Regions from separate parts of the Zea mays genome. Here all the other regions are linked to region 3. Evidence: chromatin contacts called from public Hi-C data. All regions are on one chromosome and are shown on one strand. Each heading gives the region's core, a stretch centred on a gene start, on an enhancer-like site or on the middle of the called end of the contact. The rest is flanking DNA. Distances are from core to core; before and after follow the strand shown. Region 1 holds the start of LOC100281619 (peptide transporter PTR2). Region 2 holds the start of LOC103637751 (protein NRT1/ PTR FAMILY 8.3). Region 3 holds the start of LOC100285922 (ankyrin protein kinase-like).

Region 1 (4,406 bases), core at 437-2,936, 320 kb before region 3:
GCGTCAGCCCACCGGGGCGCCCCGTCAGCCGCCGGGCCGCCGGGATGATGGCGGCGTCGTGCAGCGCCACCCACAGGAGCATGAACACCACCTCCACGGACACCAACGATGCCACGGGCACCTTGAACCGGCCGCCCAGCCGCGTGTCCATGGCCATCCCCTGCTGGATGAAGGTGGTGGTCATCTGCCCCAGCGACGCCGCGTACAGCACGCACGTCATCCAGATGGGAAGCATCCGCACCAGGATCTTGACGCCCTCCACCTCGCTCACCGTGCACAGAGACCATTCGCTCTCCCGCTCCTTGTCTCCGTCCATGACGATGATCGCCGCGGCCTTGTCAAGGCACCGCAGACCCTTGGTGCGCGCCAGTCGCTGCTGCTGTCCAGCGCTATCGCCGTCTTCGTCTTCGTCTTCGGCTTCGTCTTCGTGCAGCAGCACCGCCGCGCCCTCGTCCCGTTCCATCCTGACGTCGCGCTTCCTGAAGGCGGCGACGAACACCCTGATGATGTCCTTGAGTGGGCTGCCCGTCGGCATCTGCACCCTGTAGCAGGGCGTACCCGCCGCGAAGGCGAGCGCGGCCACGAACAGGCAGGCCGTGCCGATGCCGAAGCCGAGCGCCCACGACACGTTCTGCTCCAGCCACGACACGAGCGTGCCGGCGACGAAGATGCCCAGGTTGATGGCGGCGAAGAACCAGCTGAAAAAGGCCTGCTTCCGCTCCGGCCGGCCCGCGTCGTCGTCGTACTGCTCGGCGCCGAAGGGGAGCAGCGCGGACTTGACCCCTCCCGTGCCGATGGAGGTGAGGTAGAGCGCGGCGAAGAAGACGGAGAACTGCGTCTTGGTCGCCGGCGCGCACGACTCCCCCATCTGGCACGCCGTGGCAGGCCGCAGCGACGGGATCGCGGCGGACACGGTGAGGAGCACCAGGCCCTGTCCATTCGGCAGCAATCGATTCAGTTCAGACATTCAGTGTCTCAGCGAGTGAGTGTCACTGTCAGGCAGGCATTCCTGAATCGCAGAATACGGGATTCGATTGGATGAGGAAGAAAAAACTCACCACGAGGTAGAAGACGATGGAGGCGAGGATGGTCCTGTACTTGCCCCAGTAGCTGTCGGCGAGGAAGGCGCCGATGACAGGGACGATGAAGGTGGTGCCGTTCCAGGTGTCGACGTGGGCGGCGTTGAAGGCGGTGCTCCCGTGCAGCACCGTGGCCAGGTACACCACCAGGTTGAGAGCCACGCCCGAGAACGCGATGCTCTCCAGCAGCTCGAAGACTGGATGTAAAAAAAAAAAAGAATCACCAACAGCTCCACACCGGAGGGAATCGAAGGCCACGGATCGGGATCAGACTCCTTACCTAGGACGATTACCGGGCCCTTCCAGGTGAAGCGCTTGGTCGCCGCCCCCGACGCGCCGCCGCCGGATTCCATGGACGAAACCGCCTCCTGCCGCTGCTGCTGGTGGCGGCGGCCATTGGAGCCGCCAGGGGGAGGCGGAGACATGCCGCTCTGCGGGGACGGGAACAATTGCCTCAGGCAGCTGCTCCTCTGCTCCTACAGAAACGATACGCAATGCCGCCCGCAGACGCGACGCGACACGCACGGACTAGAGTGCAGGCTGCTGCACCGTGGCCTGGGGTCGGTCCAGGAAGGTGACGACCAGATCGCTGGCCGCGGCAGTCAACGAGGAGGGAGGAATACGGATCATGGACGATCTCGATTCTTCATCTCCATTTTAAAATAATAGGCGGATGAGCGCCGAGGAGTCAACATGAGGCAGAAGTAGAGGACAGATCCGATGGCGTGCGGTGCGTCGTCAATCGCCGTCTCGACCGCTCCCTCCTCATGTCATTTCATCTCGTCAGCGCCGGAGCAGAGTGACTGAGTGAGAGAGCGCACGCACGCGCAAGACGGGAAGGAGTAATTAATTATTGTAGGAAAAAAAACAAGGATGGGATGAGAGCACTCGTATGTATGCAACGGATGAAATTGGAAGCCTATCCGGCGGCGGCGGCAGTTGTAACATTTGCATTTGGCTAGGATCTCTCTTCTCACTGTCGTAGTCTCGTTCTCGTCTCATCACATCTGCCAACCACCGTCCAGCTAGGAGCGCAGATGGATCCAATCCAACCAGCCGTGCATGCAAGCAATAATAATACGGCAACAGATTACAATGAACCAGGCAAAGCAACTAACTCTCGACTGGATGTGTGGCCATCGATCAAACTGCCAGAGCAGAAGCTAGCTTTCCTTTATTGACAGCTGCTGTCGTCGCTGCACAGAACACTGCTAGTACCATCTACCACAATGATATACTCCAGCATGAGTAGTCGCTAGGCACTGCAGTCAGTACCTGCGTCGCCGGAAGCAGCGGCCCGATTCCCCTCTCTCGGACGCACCCGCGCCCACACGGCTCCTCCTGCCGCTGCCGCTGCCGCCGCCCATGGGCCTGTCTGGAACACGCGGTGGACGGACGCGGCGCGACCTGTCCTATACAAAATCTTGGAGACACGTCGATGTCACCGACCGTGACGGCTCCTCGGTCGGCTATCCTATCCATCCCTTACAAATGACTCAAGGCCTCAAGGGGCAAGATGTCGTCCGCTCCATCTCCTCCTCCTTTGCAAGCAGAGCAGCTAGGTTACAGCGCAACCAACGGCACTTGGTTGAAGCAAGTGTGTTGTGTGTACGGGAAGGAAATGAAACGAGATCGTCTGACAGCAGGCACACAGAACATGGCTCAGTTGAGCACAGACAGCAGACAGCAGACAGCACAGAACAGAACACATTCAGTTGAGCACTAAACAACTGGCTCGCTCGGTTCCGTCATCATCTAATGAAACCGTGGCTGTCAGCTCGCGAAATAAACAAGCCGCTGTCCAGGCCGAACGGCCTCAGGGCTTGTTCGCTTTGGAGTGGATTGAGGGGGATTGGAGGGGATTTAATCCCCTCCTATACAAATTTTGTATAGGAGGGGATTAAATCCCCTCCAATCCCCCTCAATCCACTCCAAAGCGAACAAGCCCTCACGTGGTCCAGTTGCTGTTGCTTAGCGCAAGCACCGGGTCACACTTCCGGGCGAAAACAACGGCTGCCTGGCCTACTACACCTGCTCCTACTCCTACTCGTTCCATCCCTTCTCGAAAAGGACTAAAGAGAGATCTGACCGAGCCTTCAGTTGCTTAAACAAATCCCCGGTGTGTGTGTGGGGTATATCAATGCCTGCAAATGCTGGTGACAGGCAGGCTGGCTGGCTGGCTGGCTGTCAGCCAGCTAGGCATCATGTGACTTCATTCAACTCGTGAATACAGCACCATTTGTTTTATGGTTATCTGTAACCCAACACTCTTTACAACCAGACGTCTACTCTGGCTTGGCGTCCGTCTACCAAGCCAATGCTGACCAACAGAGCTGCGTCTGCGTGCACCTGCTCAGGCAGTCAGGCCAACGGGAATCAAATCATCGCACAACTTGCCTCGGACGCGCACGGTGTTTGCGCAAAACAAAAAGGCTCGACCAGCTGAAAGACTGCAGCCGTGAAAAAAAACAATGCCGTCTGCAGCTGTTATACATTATAGGCTGTACTTTGTTAGATACACGTGGGTTTGGCTCAATTAATATTCAATAATAATCAATACTAATGAATCACTTTAAATACTATGGTGTACTAATAAATTAGAACTGTATTGAGCGATAAAGGGACAAATCAATTAACTTAAATAGGTAAATCATTGGTGTATCTATTGAGAAGTTAAGAAAAGAGTGAGTTACTGCTACCCGTGCGGCGCCACTGTCGGTCGTAGCTCGTGGAGTCGTGGTAGATCGGACCTTGGTCCGCATATTTCTTTCAAATGATTGCCCATTTTGCTTGTATTGATGACCGTCTGTTTCCTATTTTCTGGTTGGTAACAGCCGTCAGTTACTCGTCGGTTTTCCGTTCTAATGGTGCGACCATTTCTGTCCGTTGTCCTTTTCTCTCCTTCTGACTGCCTAAAAGAATGGAGAGAGATGACTCTTCCAGGTGCGCGCGATATATCTCACACGCGTTGCAAATAGGGGTGGGCGTTCGGGTTACCCGAAATTTTCGGGTCGGGTAATTCGGGTTTTTAAAATTTCGGGTTTTGAGAATCGATACCCGAAATTACAACGGTTTTTTCAATACCCAAAAATTCGGGTACCCGAAATTTCGGGTTCGGGTTCGGGTATTCCCGAACTACCCGAACTATTGTGTTGGCTTCATAAAAACACATACACTCTATTAAATTAGTATAAAAATATAGTTTGAATAATGATATACATGGACATATAAAACACAAGCAATCTACAATCACAAGTTATGCACACTTACACATAATTATAGATGTACAAATTAATAAATAAGCATGACATGAGTACATGACACATG
Region 2 (4,234 bases), core at 1,258-3,757, 270 kb before region 3:
CTCCAACAGGCCCATCTATAGAGTTCATATTTTCAGAAAATATAACAGTTTTATCAGCTACCTTTCTTCACATGATTTTGAAGCTATTTCCAGTACAGTGAAGCAAACTTTTGAGATCCAGAGAAGTCTTCTGTTCTCAACTCAAGGTACATTTAAGAGTTGATTCGAAGAAAAAGAAATGAGCCCCCACCCCCCCCAACAGACCCAGCTATTTCAAACATAACAGTTCATAAGATACCTTTTGTTCATGGAATTTCAAAGCTATATGCAGTATGGTGTAACCTTTCAAGTCTAGGGTCCACATCTAGAATAGTCATTTATTGCTCAAATCACATAATTCAGAGTTGTTGTCTTTTTCCAATAATTTTGTACTTATTTTTGGCCCAAGACATGCTTTCTTTCATCACACAAAGTTTCAGTCCTGCGTGATTGCAGGTTCTGGTGAGCAGTAGCGATATTAGACCCTGTCTATCTTTCAAATGCCTCTTCACTCTTTCTATGTAATGAAGCAATTAAACTAAAATGTAAACTTAAGACAACTTTCCCTGCTATGTTAGCTCTGAAGTCCATTAGGGCTTGTTCGGCTAGGAGTGGATTGGAGGGGATTAAATCCCTTACTAGTCAAAATTGAATAGGATGGGATTTAATCCACCTCAATCCCCTCTGATCCGAGTGCAAGTGCAACCGAACACAGCCTTATTGGGACAAAGTGATAGATTTACCTGAATTCGTCAGTGTGTTCAATTTTGTTCGGCACAATGCTGCTTGATTCATTCCCTTCAAACAACAGTGTGCTATCAGCAGGAACCGCCACTCCTCTCTTCTTATAAGAGGCAACAAACACCATGACTATACTCTTGAGTGGGCTCCCAGTTGGAAGTTGAACCCTGTAAAGCGGTGTTCCAACCAAAAAGGCAACTGCGGCGATAACAAGGCATATCGAGGAGATGCCGAATCCAAGAGACCAAGCGACATTTTGCTGTATCCAGACAAGAACAGTGCCGGAGATGAACACTCCAAGGTTGACAGCCATGAAGAACCAACTGAAGAACAGTTGCTTGCTTTTACTCTCTTCGGCGTTCGCATCATTGTACTGATCTGCTCCCAATGGAAGTAAAGCTGACTTGACGCCCCCCGTACCAATGGAGATGAGGTACAATGAACCAAAGAGCACAAAATACTGAAACCCTGTTGCAGGTGGGCATGAACCGCCTTCACACGAGGCAGGCCGTAGGGACGGTATGACGGCAGAGGTGGTAATTATGAGCAGGCCCTATTTGCAGATAATGGTTATGAACATAAGAAGGGGCTACATAGTGGAAGAGGATCAGTACTGTATGAAGACGAAGATGGTGCCTGCACTTACAACAACGTAGAATATTATGGAGATAGCTGCGGTCTTGTACTTCCCCCAGTATGTATCAGCAAGAAAGGCTCCAAGGACCGGCGTAAGAAACGTGGCGCCGTTCCACGCATCGACGTTCGCTGCATTGGAGGCGGTGGTTCCATGGAGGACGGTTCCAAGGTACACGACCAGGTTGAGTGCTATACCAGAGTAAGCAATGCTCTCCAAGAATTCGAAGGCTGGGGATGCAAAGCAGCACGAGTGGTTACACAGACAGCTTGGTAGATAAACAACAATGCAAAGACTTGACAGGCATGTAAGCACACTGCTTGAAACATATGGTTGTGTTAAGATGAGATGTGACATACCCAAAATAATGGCTGGGGCCTTCCAGCTGAAGGGTTTGTTATAGTGCTGATTCGCTGAGGAAACCTGCAGGGACAAAAAGAAAATCATCATGCTGACTGCTGTGGGACTGAAACGAGGAGAAAAAGCATGTATTGGTGAAAGAAAACAACAAGTCTCGAGCTTTCTTTCTTCGTTCGGCCAAGCAAAGCAGCAGCAGAACACGAGAACTGTAGCGAGGGTTGGATATAGATCGAATCGAGAGATGCGAAGCAGGAGGAGGAGGGCGCAGGGGATTGGGGATTCGGTTACCTGCGTCTGGCTGGGAGGGGGATGCGGCAGCAGGGGAGACCGGGTATCTCCGGTCTCCGCGTCCATCGCGGGGACCGGCGGCCGCCGGCGCCGAAGATTACCTACCCCCTTTTCTTCTGTTGTTCTTCCACGGAGAAGGGAAGCTGCTACTTCAGGTATATGGTCCAAGCAAGGGCACAAGAAGGGAAGGAGGATATAATATAACAACTGTCCTCGCCGAGCATGAGCACGGGGGCACGGCCTCCACCAATCAATCCATGCCCGACCCCGTCTATCGTAAGTCGTCCACCTCACCCACCCGCATGTGGAAGGGCTGCGATGCGCATGCGACCGAGTTTGGTTCCGATCTTGCCTGCTGGGCAACCATCGATTCCGTCACTATATATCTAACAGTAAGACAATGAGGTCGCAACCAAACGCGGATCGTAATAACGCTGACAAAAAAAGGGACCGGCTGGCTCTCAATCTCTCGTTCCGTCGTCGTCTTCCCCCCTTGCCATCAATTCGCGGCAAGCGATTTTGACAGGAGGTGGACATAATTTATTTGCGTCTATATTAAGAAATCTAAAGGGATTAAACACGTACTGTAACCACGTGCCGCCGAGTCTTGGTGAGGAAGGATGCAGGTATACACTGTTCATGTTTGGGAGTCAATGCAGTAATCAAAGATTCTAACCTCTTCAATCCCTTCCATTACTCAAGTTCCCAAACAAACTCTAAGGCATCGTTTAGAATTAAAGATAATAGAGGGGATTGAGGTGACCAAAATACCTTGACGATTAGTTTGAGAGTTAAAATATCGGAGAGCATTGAGAGGCTAAAATCACATTCTTATTCAAAATTTAATAAGAAGAGGATTTTAGCTCATTCAATCATCTCTATTTTGTAGCTCCCAAAATAGCCTTGAATAGTAAGAAATTTTGGCCTCCTCGATCCCCTCCATTACACTTGCTTCTAAACAAGCCCTAAGCAAAAATACCGAAGGGTTTAAGAGGCTAAAATCTCTTTGGTATTCAAAATTGAATAACAGTGGGATTTTTAGCCCTTAAATATCCTTCGGTATTTTTGTTCTAAACAACTCTTGAGGGCATGTACAATATAGATATTATGTTATGGTTTTTAAGCACCAGATATATTTAAGAAACTTGTTTATACAACCTAACGTATCTAAACCTAACGTATCTAAGTATTGTATTTTATTCGGTACAACCGTCAAGGCAACTCATTTACGTGGGTTTTATAGGTGAAACCACACCTTACATACAAACTGTGCTAGAGACAAACTATGCTACAGACATTCTTTCACTAAGATATGTCTTTTTTTACATTTACTGTCTTACATACTCTTAAGATACATATCATTTGATATGTGGGTTGTACTTGATTGATGATATGAGTTTGTGCTCACGATAATAAGCGTCTCTTCCGCTCTACGCCTCTACCATATGGTCTTCACTCTTCAGCAGGAATGGCACCGATGTCTGATTATTTTCGATTCCATGATACTTTGGACTTACTAATTAGTTACTCATAAATTGCTATATTTTCTATATATCATATAGGTAGATCCTATTTAAATAAGATAGCTATTTAAATATTATTATATTATTTATATTTTTAAATTATTAGTATATGTATATTTATGATATCTCTCCTTTGTATAATGCAAATAGATATAGTTATGGTGGTAGAAGACGCTCACCTTTTTATCGAATGCCCACGGTTTGAATTCCTGAAAGGGAAATGTGTATTTGGGCCATTTATATATTGTTTTGGTGATTATATGTTCAACACATATTGTTTAGACTAACATAAGGAATGAGCATAGGTACATTAAGCAAAGTGAGCTCGGAAGAGGACATAGTGCAAATCTATATGGACCAAGTAAAAAGGTGAGCTCTGGACACTTAGTTAATTGTTTTATGTGCTAATCATATTTGTCTAAGTGCCAGTGACTTTATGAAGTCAAGTCAAAAGGAGCAAAAGAGAACAAGAAATAAAAAGGAAAAGGTGTGCTGAACTGAAGAGCACACCGGACAGTCCGGTGCCATCGATCGGACAGTTCGGTGCACGATTCGGCCAGCTGCCTGCTCTCGAGAATTCTAGCCTATGTCGGCTATAATTCATCGGACCGTCTATGCGGAACGCCGAACAGTCCAGTGTGCTAGTCGCCAACGGCTAGCTGCCACGTCGGCCGAGGGCCAACGGTCAAGTGGTGCACCAGACAGTCTG
Region 3 (4,081 bases), core at 794-3,293:
AAATTGCCGTGAGATGCCAATGTCTCCAGTCTCACGATCAGTCGTCCCAAGCAGTAGAGCAGAGCATCCAGGCACAACGGTGTGGGCCCCCAAGGCTTACAGCAAGACATAATCCAAAACATAATCCGTAGCACATCTGCTCAAGTAGGTGCCATCGCGGGAGCCATAATCCAAAACAATCCGTAACACATATTCATTCTCGAATACTTGTCGTCGGTTAATTTATTTTTGAAAAAAAAAACATAATAACGAATGAAAAAGAATGGAGGGAGGGATTACATTATTAGGACGTGCACTTGTCAACTGCGCGCGTCAAATCCAAGTCAAAGGGAAATGCAGCCCGCCGCGTCAGTTGGCGCCGCACTCACGTCGAAGCTGATTGAGCAGTCACCACCACCCAGGCACTCACCGCACACACTCCCGGCAGTGTAGTGCAACCGGCCGAACCCGGGCAGTGGCAGTCACCCAGCTTGCATGCACTGATGGACTGGCAGAGTGTACCGGTACCGAACGCCCAAACTAGTGTACCGTGCGTAGGTAGGAGTAGCACACACTAGTAGGACGAAGCGAAAGGAGAGAAAAAAAAAAGAAGGGACAGGGCAGCAACCGAGTCGCATGTGCGCCGGACTCACCCGAGTCCGAGGAACGTTTCGTTCCGACGCTGCTGGCGCTTTGCTGGACGGACTCGTTGGGATTCAGCAGTAAACGGGCCGGGGCCGTGATCTGGTCCAGGAATTAGGCGTGCGAGAGGCAGGTTTCGTCGACTAGTAGTAGGAGAGTAGGGCGAGGGCATCGTTGACGTGCCTTTTTGGCTGCTTTTGCTGTACTGTGCGTGCCTGCGTGCGGGAAAGAAGTTGAGGCTTGTGCCAAAAGAAAAGTTCTTTAAGGCCCTGTTTGTTTCCCTCTAGGATTATATAATCTAGATTATGGATTATACAAGCATCTATTGACGTGCTTATGGATTATTATAATCTAGGTATCTAGATTACATAATCCACCTAATAATCTGTGTTGTTTGTTTACCTCTTAACTTATTTAAGCTGGATTATATAATCTAGAGGGTAAACAAACAGGGCCTAAATCATACGCTCACAAAAGAATTAAGGTAGAACTCAGCTAAAAAGCAGTAGCTTTCTCTGGCTTCGCCACACCACTACATACGGTTTTTATGAGACTATATTGTACAAGCTTTATACAGAGCTTATTCATCACTACTAATAAATGGTTTAACTGCTCAAACTTCCAAAAAAAAACCCGGCTTTACTAATAAAGTGCAGCCGTGGCGGACGAGAAGGTTGCGGCCGGGTGGGTACGAGTACGAGAAAACTCCACCAATGACAAAGGGGTGCGCCAGTTTTCTATTTTCACCGTAGCATGGACCGATGGAGACCCATACCGCAGCAAGGTCCGGGGTCCCCTCCCGGAAACAACCACTAGTGCAGTGTGAAAATGCGAGATCGATCTGGACGGACGCGTCGTCGGCCAGCCAAAGTCGCACTCTGCGACTTCCACTCGCCTATCGCGGGGACAAGGGCACTAGCGGTTTGTGGGAGTGCCCGCGCGCCGAACCAACCAGGCATGCAATCATGTAAAATAGTACTACTACTAGTATTAGCGTGTGCCGTTCGGCCGATGACCACTGCCTGCCGCCGTCCGTTTGGCTCGCCACCATTTCTTCCCTGCCCTTCCCTGTTTCCTGGCCTGGCTTTATAATCTCTCGGTCGCTACTGATTGCCCGGGTCACTACTTCCTTCGGTTTTACTATCCCTTCGTTTCCGCTAGCCTTCTCCTTCCAGAGCAACCGCGCCATTCGTCTCCTCCGTCTCGTTCGTAGTGCAACACATACAGCCTCGTCTGGTGAAGTGAAAGAACGACAAGATCTGTGGTACGGCGGTGCCGGCCGACATCCACCCACTGTGCTACCCCTTGCGGTTCCAGCCAGCGCAGCGATCGATTCCCGCTGGCCGCTGCCGTCGGTGCCTGCCCGGTCCTCCACTCCTCCCGCTACTAGTACTAGTACCAGCACACTCCACTGTCCACTCCACTGCCAGTGCCATCCCATTCCCATCCGAGGTAAACGCGTCAACGCGACCAGCTCACCTCGTCATCTCCCATTCTCTTTCATATTTGCATGCATCTCGGTTCTCGGATGTTCGTCCCCTGCGCCTTTTTTTCTTCTTCTCTGCCACCCCGCACCCCGCACCCCGGTAATAAAAGTTTAATTTCTCCTCGCGTTACAGCTGCAGCGCTCGACGACGGGGAGAATAGCGTGGCGTGGGCGGCGCCATGAAGTACAGCAAGGAAGATAAGCCCGAGAGGGCGGGCGGCGCCGGCGCAGGGTCCAGGGCGGTGCCGGTGGCGCTCGTCGTCGTCGTGCTCTGCGCCTTCTCCTTCTACCTGGGCGGCATCTACAGCACGGGACGGAGCCTGCTGGACTCCATCCAGCCGGCGCCGACGGCTCTCCTCGCCCTCGGCGCCGCCACGACGACCCGCCGTCCCTCCGACGACGGCCAGGCTCGGCCGGCACTGGCGTCCACGGCCGCCGTGGCGTTCCCCGAGTGCCCCGCCGACTACCAGGACTACACCCCCTGCACCGACCCCAAGCGCTGGCGGAGGTACGGCAACTACCGCCTCAGCTTCATGGAGCGGCACTGCCCGCCGCCGCCCGACCGGCAGCAGTGCCTGGTGCCGCCGCCCAAGGGGTACAAGCCGCCCATCCGGTGGCCCAAGAGCAAGGACCAGTGCTGGTACCGGAACGTCCCCTACGACTGGATCAACAGCCAGAAGTCCAACCAGCACTGGCTCGTCAAGGAGGGCGACCGCTTCCGGTTCCCCGGCGGCGGCACCATGTTCCCCAACGGCGTCGGCGCGTACGTGGACCTGATGCAGGGCCTGGTCCCGGGCATGCGCGACGGCACCGTCCGCACCGCGCTCGACACCGGCTGCGGCGTCGCCAGCTGGGGCGGCGACCTGCTGGGGCGGGGCATCCTCACCGTGTCGCTGGCGCCCAGGGACAACCACGAGGCCCAGGTGCAGTTCGCGCTGGAGCGCGGCATCCCGGCCATCCTCGGCATCATCTCCACGCAGCGCCTGCCGTTCCCGTCCGCCGCCTTCGACATGGCGCACTGCTCGCGCTGCCTCATCCCCTGGACCGAGTTCGGCGGCCTCTACCTCCTGGAGATCCACCGCGTCCTCCGCCCGGGCGGCTTCTGGGTGCTCTCCGGCCCGCCCGTCAACTACGAGAACCGCTGGCACGGCTGGAACACCACCGCGCAGGCGCAGAAGGCCGACCTGGACAGGCTCAAGAAGATGCTGGCCAGCATGTGCTTCAAGCTCTACAGCATGAAGGGGGACATCGCCGTGTGGCAGAAGTCCGCCGACGCCTGCTACGACAAGCTCACCCCGGTCACCACGCCCGCCAAGTGCGACGACAGCGTCGACCCCGACGCCGCCTGGTACGTGCCCATGCGCTCCTGCGTCACGGCTCCCAGCCCCAAGTACAGGAAGCTGGGGCTCAACGCCACGCCCAAGTGGCCCCAGAGGCTCAGCGTCGCCCCGGAGCGCATCAGCGTCGTCCCGGGCAGCAGCGCCGCCGCCTTCAAGCAGGACGACGCCCGGTGGAAGCTCAGGGTCAAGCACTACAAGACGCTGCTGCCGGCGCTGGGGAGCGACAAGATCAGGAACGTCATGGACATGAACACCGTGTACGGAGGATTCGCAGGCAGCCTCATCAAGGACCCCGTCTGGGTCATGAACGTCGTCTCCTCCTACGGCCCAAACTCCCTCGGCGTCGTCTACGACAGAGGGCTCATCGGCGTCAACCACGACTGGTTGGTAACTTAATTATATCTTCGATTGGTTCCAATCAAGTTCAGTAGCTAATTGCCTCATCCACGGATGGTATACTAATAATAATGTTTATTTACAGGTGTGAGGCGTTCTCGACATATCCACGCACCTATGACCTGTTGCATCTTGATGGCCTGTTCACAGCAGAGTCTCACAGGTAAGAGAAGAAGAAGAAGAAGCAGCAGCAACGAATGGATCTCAGTTTCTCAGCTCTGCAAATTCAATAATCCAA

What was found. Hi-C and Micro-C count contacts between places; a contact is called where the count stands out from the background.
Region 1: a contact with region 3 is called in a Hi-C map of endosperm, with 5 times the contacts expected there. The contact joins the promoter of LOC100281619 here to the promoter of LOC100285922 in region 3. A contact is called at or near these places in 5 of 25 Hi-C or Micro-C datasets (bundle sheath, ear, endosperm and 2 more).
Region 2: a contact with region 3 is called in a Hi-C map of leaf, with 6 times the contacts expected there. The contact joins the promoter of LOC103637751 here to the promoter of LOC100285922 in region 3. A contact is called at or near these places in 7 of 25 Hi-C or Micro-C datasets (bundle sheath, ear, endosperm and 1 more).

Annotation. Positions count from the first base shown.
Region 1 is chr1:108,500,545-108,504,950 of Zm-B73-REFERENCE-NAM-5.0, forward strand. It overlaps LOC100281619 (peptide transporter PTR2), which reads right to left and starts at 1,687. Exons shown (of 3, transcript NM_001154538.2): 1 at 1,360-1,687; 2 at 1,059-1,276; 3 at 1-931. The coding sequence starts at 1,504.
Region 2 is chr1:108,551,880-108,556,113 of Zm-B73-REFERENCE-NAM-5.0, forward strand. It overlaps LOC103637751 (protein NRT1/ PTR FAMILY 8.3), which reads right to left and starts at 2,508. Exons shown (of 5, transcript XM_008660649.3): 1 at 2,003-2,508; 2 at 1,714-1,777; 3 at 1,367-1,584; 4 at 723-1,273. The coding sequence starts at 2,068.
Region 3 is chr1:108,821,671-108,825,751 of Zm-B73-REFERENCE-NAM-5.0, forward strand. It overlaps LOC100285922 (ankyrin protein kinase-like), which reads left to right and starts at 2,044. Exons shown (of 4, transcript NM_001158811.1): 1 at 2,044-2,073; 2 at 2,241-3,830; 3 at 3,929-4,006. The coding sequence starts at 2,287.